2 separate regions of the Mus musculus genome follow, and region 2 is linked to region 1. Evidence: chromatin contacts called from public Hi-C data. All regions are on one chromosome and are shown on one strand. The core of a region is the stretch at or near the end of the contact, and the rest is flanking DNA. Distances in the headings are between cores, read along the strand shown.

The links. A called contact is a pair of places that touch in the nucleus more often than the background predicts.
Region 2: a Hi-C map of the N1E-115 cell line shows a contact between it and region 1, with 2.8 times the contacts expected there. The contact joins two enhancer-like sites. A contact is called at or near these places in 1 of 39 promoter capture datasets (pre-B cells), 3 of 484 Hi-C or Micro-C datasets (the N1E-115 cell line, embryonic stem cells and nephron progenitors) and 2 of 115 datasets of contacts at active chromatin or transcription factors (double positive thymocytes and embryonic basal ganglia).

Annotation. Positions count from the first base shown.
Region 1 is chr7:114,920,672-114,924,077 of GRCm38.p6, reverse strand. No RefSeq gene overlaps it. Among named protein-coding and RNA genes, the nearest start is that of A730082K24Rik, 26 kb to the left of the region's middle. Within about 2 kb of position 1,642, at least 18 of the 459 cell types and tissues checked have an H3K27ac peak or open chromatin away from gene starts, as enhancers often do. A contact at or near this core is called in the N1E-115 cell line, where this site is marked.
Region 2 is chr7:115,152,425-115,155,830 of GRCm38.p6, reverse strand. All of the region lies in intron 2 of Gm34282 (a long non-coding RNA gene), which reads right to left. Among named protein-coding and RNA genes, the nearest start is that of Gm34282, 22 kb to the right of the region's middle. Within about 2 kb of position 1,895, at least 9 of the 459 cell types and tissues checked have an H3K27ac peak or open chromatin away from gene starts, as enhancers often do. A contact at or near this core is called in the N1E-115 cell line, where this site is marked.

The DNA of each region.
Region 1 (3,406 bases), core at 393-2,892:
ACTCTGAACTCCCCTCCCCATGCCCTGAATAAACTGTATTCTTTTTTTTTTCAATTTTTTATTAGGTATTTACTTCATTTACATTTCAAATGCTATCCCTAAAGTCCCCTATACCCTCCCCTGTCCTACACACCCACTCCCACTTCTTGGCCCTGGTGTTTCCCCTGTACTGGGGCATATAAAGTTTGTAAGACCAAGGGGCCTCTCTTCTCAATGATGGCCAACTAGGCTATCTTCTGCTACATATGCAGCTAGAGACATGAGCTCTGGGGGTACTGGTTAGTTCATATTGTTGTTCCACCTACAGGGTTGCAGATTCCTTTAGCTCCTTGGGTACTTTCTCTAGCTTCTCCACTGGGGGTCCTGTGTTCCATCCAATAGCTGACTGTGAGCATCCACTTCTGTGTTTGCCAGGCACTGGCTTAGCCTCACAAGAGACAGCTATATCAGGGTCCTTTCAGCAATATCTTGCTGACGTATGCAATAGCGTCTGCGTTTGGTGGCTGATTATGAGCTAACTGTATTCTATACTAAAAAAAAAAAAAAAAAAAAAAGACTAAAGACATTAATTGGAGGTCATAGGACAATTTAGCTGAGGAGCCTACATACAAGCCCAGGAAATCTGAACTTTATTCTAATGACCTAGCCTGGTACCTAGGACAGAATCAACCAAAGAAATGTGGCAAAGGATCTTTGTCATGTTTATGAACTGCAGGCCAGCTCTGTGCATGGATCTTTGCTGCCTTCAGCAGATCTGAAGCATGCCTAGTGGTTTTTATTAAAAGGAAGAGAGGTGCCTGGGAGGGACTCAGTAAAGGGGAAAACAATGCCTGCTACACCCCCACCCTCTAGGAGCTGGGTGCCTTGGCCACAGAGGAGACACTGATGCCTTCCAGGAGAACACAACTGAAGCAGTAACAACAACAAAGTGGCATGGGGAGAAAGAGCAGAAATCAAGACTTCAGTTTTCAGCTGTCACCTGTCTATCATAGGCTCTGAAACAAGGACAGCTGTCCTCTGAGGCATGGCAACGCCAGTGTGAGCTAGCTCTAGAATCCAGATGGAAAGAATAAAATACAAAGGAGAGAAGCCATGATGATCATGTGGCTTAGGCTAAACAAGGCGTTCCGGGTCCCACTTTGGTCCAGATTCTCTTCTCCAGGTGACTCACCATGTTTGGTTGGTCCAGTTCCTTGTTCAATGCAGAGACTGTGGTAGACAAGATCAGGGAACCAGGGTCCTCAGACCAGTTAGAATCCCATTCTGGCCTCAGTTTGTCCCATGTATAAAATCAGGAGGTCAATTAAATTTTAATACCTTTAACATCTTGAAAATCCCATGTGCCCTCGACTCACTTTACCCACAGCCATAAATCAATATCCTTGGGGCAAATGATTTCATTTAGGTCAAATGATTACTTGTACATATACAGGGGAGAAATAAAGACACCACACACACACACACACACACACACACACACACACACACACACCTCCTGAACCTCATGTTTATAGAGCCCACTCCCACCTCAGTCATACACAAAGCATCCAGACAGTCGAGCAGAGGCACAAACACCTGGACTCTCTAAGCTGCTCCTTCCCCCACCCACTCTCTTGATCCCGCCCCACAGCCCCCTTTCCAACTCCCCTGCTGGGTAGCCAAGAGGGCCTAGCCTTCCACTGTCTAGTTACCTAAGATGATGGGCTGGTGCCACCCAATGGTCAGGATCAGAAGTACACCCTTGGTTTCAAGACCCAAAGGGGATTGGAAAGGGTCCAGGGTCATTCAATCCATCATTCTCTGTGCAGTGAGGTTGTGTCCAGAGTTGCCCTAGATAGACCAGGCTGCCTATGGTCGTAAACCTTCTCAAAGGTCAGGGGATTGTCACTGACACTCTGGGAGACTTTGGGCCAGGCCAGAGCCTAAAAATATTGGGTGCAAACTGTGTGCTCAGCACCATTCTAGAAGCTTTATCTGCAGTCTCCTTTTGATCCTCACACCTGCTGCTTTGCAGGGCATGTATTACTGTCTCTATTTTAAATAACTACTACTAAGAGGGGTGACTCTGAGACACAACTCCAGCTCTGACTGGCAGTCACCTGGCCACCCTGGACTTAGTCTTCTCTACATCTTTGAATCTAATCATTCATTCATTCATCCATTCAGTAATTCAGTCAGTCAGTCAGTCATTCAGTCACTCACTCACTCACTCACTCACTCACTCATTCTTCCTGTGAATGTTATGGATAGGATCCATGTTAGAAAGAATTCAGAGGGGCACCAAGGTATGACTTTAAATAGCTTCTAGGCTTCAAGAGTCAATGAGTGTTGTGTCTTCCAGAGTCCTTAAATATATAACCTTAGAGGCTCTTCTTTGTCAAGTTGTATGTAAGTACAAATGGTAAAAATGAAGCCCTAGCCTAGAGTGGAAGGCAGCCAGCACATAGAGGAGAGCAGCCAATGTGCTTGAGCAAAGACTCTTCAGTCCACATTCTTCTAATCTAGGACTGCCCCAATGTGAGCCCAAACACAGTCAAGGAAAGAGTGAAAAAAAACTGTGGTAATTGGTTTCAAAGGACTCTGTTTGTGTCACAGGTGAGAGCCAGGAGCAGAGAGGCACTTCAAGTGCAGAGAAACTCGGTATGTCCTGCCATTCTGACATCTCCAGCCTCTCTCCACAGCCCAACTCCAACCTTTGTCCCTACTCAACTGCTTCTCCACCTGCATCCTCACAGAGTCCTACTTCCCAAGCTCCAAACAGCCCACAATTCACTAGCTCCTGATCTTTGCTTATTTTGATTAATGCATAGGAATAGAATAATAGAATCATAGTATGTGAAATACCAGAAAAAAATCACCCAGTCCAAAGTGTGTGGATAAGTAAGAGACCTAGGTAAGAAGATTGATCCAAGATCACATGGCCAGCATATGTTATGGTATAGCACCATACAATGTAGCCTGTAAAATAACTGGGTGCAGAGTTCACACTGCCCTTTCCAGGATCACTTTCTCCCTTTCCTCTTCATCACCATCCTTGTGAAATCAGACAGTGATGGAGGTCTGCATCAATCAATTCTAAGTCATCTTTTCACATTCCCATTCCTTTCCAGTTTCCCAGCCCAAGTATAACTGTCCTTGAAGACAGAAAACACCTTTACTTTCTTATAAAGTCTTAATTCTAGCACAATGATGATTTAATTCTAGCATGCAAATTAATAAAGGCTTAGTTCTATCATGTACATATCAATATTGGGTGGGTAGCCGGAGGTATAGATGAATGGAAGAAAGGGAGAAGGGGGAGAGTGAAGGGAAGGAGAATTCTGAGGTCTGTAGCTTCATTTACTTAGCTTCTGTTCCCAAGTGCCCCAATTACAACCTTGCCAAAGAGGTAATCAGAATGCCACAT
Region 2 (3,406 bases), core at 646-3,145, 230 kb before region 1:
GGAGACTTAGGTTGCGTTTTAAAAGTTCCACGCAGGTGTTCCCAGGGATCTATAAACCAGGCCCCAATGGCCTGACCCTGGTTTTCATTTGTCTGAGGAATATAGATTACACCTGGTCAGTTTTCTTGCTTAAAAGTTATGTCCAAATGCCCAAAGCTCTTTTATACCCAAGTGACTCCAACACTGTTCATGACTATATCTGCAGAAGAGAATAAAAAGCCAACCTTTCCCAGCATTCCATACCTAGTGACAGAATCCACCACTCACCCATCATCTTTTGTTTGGAAAATGACATCCTGTTAGCACTCCTTCCACATACCCTGCCTCTATTGAGATTCTGTTTATTGTCCCACTGGTGAACCAGCTCCTGGTGCCTGTAGAACCAATCTGCTCCCTTATTCTTGGGCCCCTCCTATTTCAGACTGCACATGTCTTTCCAATGTCCACTGTGATCACATGTCTTTTCAATGCCCATAGCTGATCTTCAAGAGCAATAATATGAGCAAATCTCGTGTCTTAGTCGGGGTTTCTATTTCTGCACAACATCATGACCAAAAAGCAAGTTTGGGGGGGGGGGTGTTATTCAGCTTACACTTCCACGTGGCTGTTCATCACCAAATGAAGTCGGGACTGGAACTCAAGCAGGTCAGGAAGCAGGAGCTGGTACAGGGGCTATAGAAGGATGTTACTTACTGGCTTGCTTCCCATGGCTTGCTCAGCTTGCTTTCTTATAGAACTCAAGACTACCAGCCCAGAGATGGGGCCCTCCCCCCTTGATCACTAATTGAGAAAATGCCCCACAGCTGGATCTCATGGAGGTACTTCCCCAACTGAAGTTCCTTTCTCTGTGATAACTTCAGCCTGTGTAAAGTTGACACACAAAACCAGCCAGTACATCTCGGTTATCTCTATTTATGTCTCTGCCTAGAATATTCTTCTGGGGTTTTCACTGTGAAATCATATTACATCTCATAGCCTGCACAGGAGCCTCCCTCTCCAAAACATCCCTAGGAACACACTGCTTCAGAATGACAGGCGATGCCTGACTTTGTCATCAGAACCCCACACCCTGTCCCTTGTTCCATTCCTTGTTTCTAAACAGGATACTGATGCCCACAGTCTTTCTGTGTGTGTAGGTACCTATGGTCTGGGAACCAAGCTCTCCTACCTCTTCCAGCATCCCTAGTATTAGCAGCACCAGCATCCAGAAGAAAGGTAAGTATCTGGGCTTTTGGGTTAAAAAGAAATACAGAGCTGGCTCCATGCTCAGGAGTGAGTCTTCTAGCATTCTTTCCTCCTTCTCCAGTGAATCCTCTAGTGTGTTTAGCCTTTGCTTTCCCTGAGTACTCCACCAAAACATCTCTTAGAATTCTTTTACCATCTCTTATCAGGACAAGGCCTGGACCATTGGCAGTTCTCTGTTCCACAGCTCCAAGTGCCCTTAAGAGGTCACATGATTAATCTTGCTTATGTCTGTGACTTTTCCCAGGCTCCTTACTTCTTGACAGTGTCACAGAGCAGGCCTGCTGCCTGGGATATGTCTGAAAAGTGGCTAGCTCCTTCAGGGCTGGGAGGAGAAGCCAATCATCCATGCTGGTTGGGACATTCGAGGCCAGTACATGGCTTGTCTGTTTTCTGCCTTGCAGGCTGGGTCTGATGCTTGAGCTAAGCATAAGCAATGAATACGGAATTGTGGGAAAGGTAGAATGAGATTGCATATCTAACTTGCTCCTGAAAGTTTAGCTATTCAGTAGTGAGCGGGGGCGGGGGGGGGGGTGGGCACAGATGGGGGAGGATGGAGGGTAAAGGCAAAGAACAAAGAGCTCCTGTGTAACCTGACACTAGAGACTATGGGGCACAAAGGTCATGAGACAGAAGCATATTTAGTATGTTCTAGGGGTATAAAGAAGCCAGTGTAGGTGGAGTTGACTGGGCAAGCTGAGGTTAGGGAAGTAGGGAGAACAATATTCAATGCAAAGCAATGGTAACAATTATGGCTTTAATATTGAATGCTTTCCCCACTGGTCTTTCTAGAAGGATGCTTTGGGGACCACAGTCACCCTCATCCTCCCCAGCATACTTTAGTCTGTCTTGTTTTCACTAGTTCTCTAGAATCCCACAAAGCAGGCACTCTGTAGCTATTTCTTGACTATATTGGTCAGAATTCTGTTCCCAGCATTCACTTGGATTCATCATGAACATTGTGACTGTCATCTAAATGGTCACCTTGCTTAAGAGTTTCTTCTCTTGTGGGATCTGTTTTCCAGATGTTTGGTGGCTTATAATTGCCATGTGGTACTTCTACAGCTGGCAAAAACACAGCTGAAAGTGATCTTGTGCACATCTGGAACCCACATGTCTAACCTTGGACTTGATAGCCAGCCACATATCCATGGTACTCTGTAGACAAGCAGTCCACATGAGAAGTTCTAGGCAGGCACTAGAAATGGGTATTGAGAGCAAGTGTCTTTCAGCATGGTATATGGTCATTTTTTTTGAGGTGACTTGGATGTCTGTACTATGCATCAGACAGTGCTGCAAGTCCAGAGCACTTCTGTTTCCCCAAACATAAGTACAAAGTCACACGGCCAATGGGATCCTAGGTACCCACTTTCCCCAGGCATTGGTTCTGAGAACTGGAAGACTCTCCATTTGAAAGGTACTGGTTGCACCATTAGGTATGATGGGGATATCTGACTTTTCTCTGGACCCAGGTTCTCTGTAAATTAAGGATGAATTCAACAGAAAAAAAGAATCTTGTAGCTTTCTGTGAGGTCCCTGACCCTTCTAAGTTATGTGATGTGATTTCCCACATTTTCTTTATCCAGTCTTCTGTTAATAGACACATAAACTGGTTCAAGAACTTGGCTATTGTGGGCAGTGCTGCAGTAAGCCTGGGTGTACAGGCATCTCTGTGACATGATGACTTCGATTACCAAAGCTATATAAAGGATTCTCACAGCTGGGTCATATGACTGATTCCACTTTTAGTTTTTTTGGGGGAAACCCACACTGATTTCCATAGTGGCTGCACTGATTTGTACCCCTACTGGCAAAGTTGGAGTCTTCTTCCTCTCCCATCCTTGATGACATGTGTTGTTATTTTCTTTCTTAGTGTCTTAGTTAGGGTTTCTATTGCTGTTTTGAAACACCATGACCAAAGCAACTTGGGAAGGAAAGGGTTTACTTCACGCACAATTCTATGTAATAGTTCATCATCAAAAGAGGTAAGAGCAAGAACTCAAACAGGGCAGGAATCTGGAAGCAGGAGCTAAGACAGAGGTCATGGAGGGATGCTTCTCTTTGGCTTGCTTCTCAAGGCTTGCTCAGCTTGCTTTCTTATAGAACCCAGGGCCACCAGCCCAGGGATGACACTACTTGCAATGGGCTGAGTCCTCCCTTATCC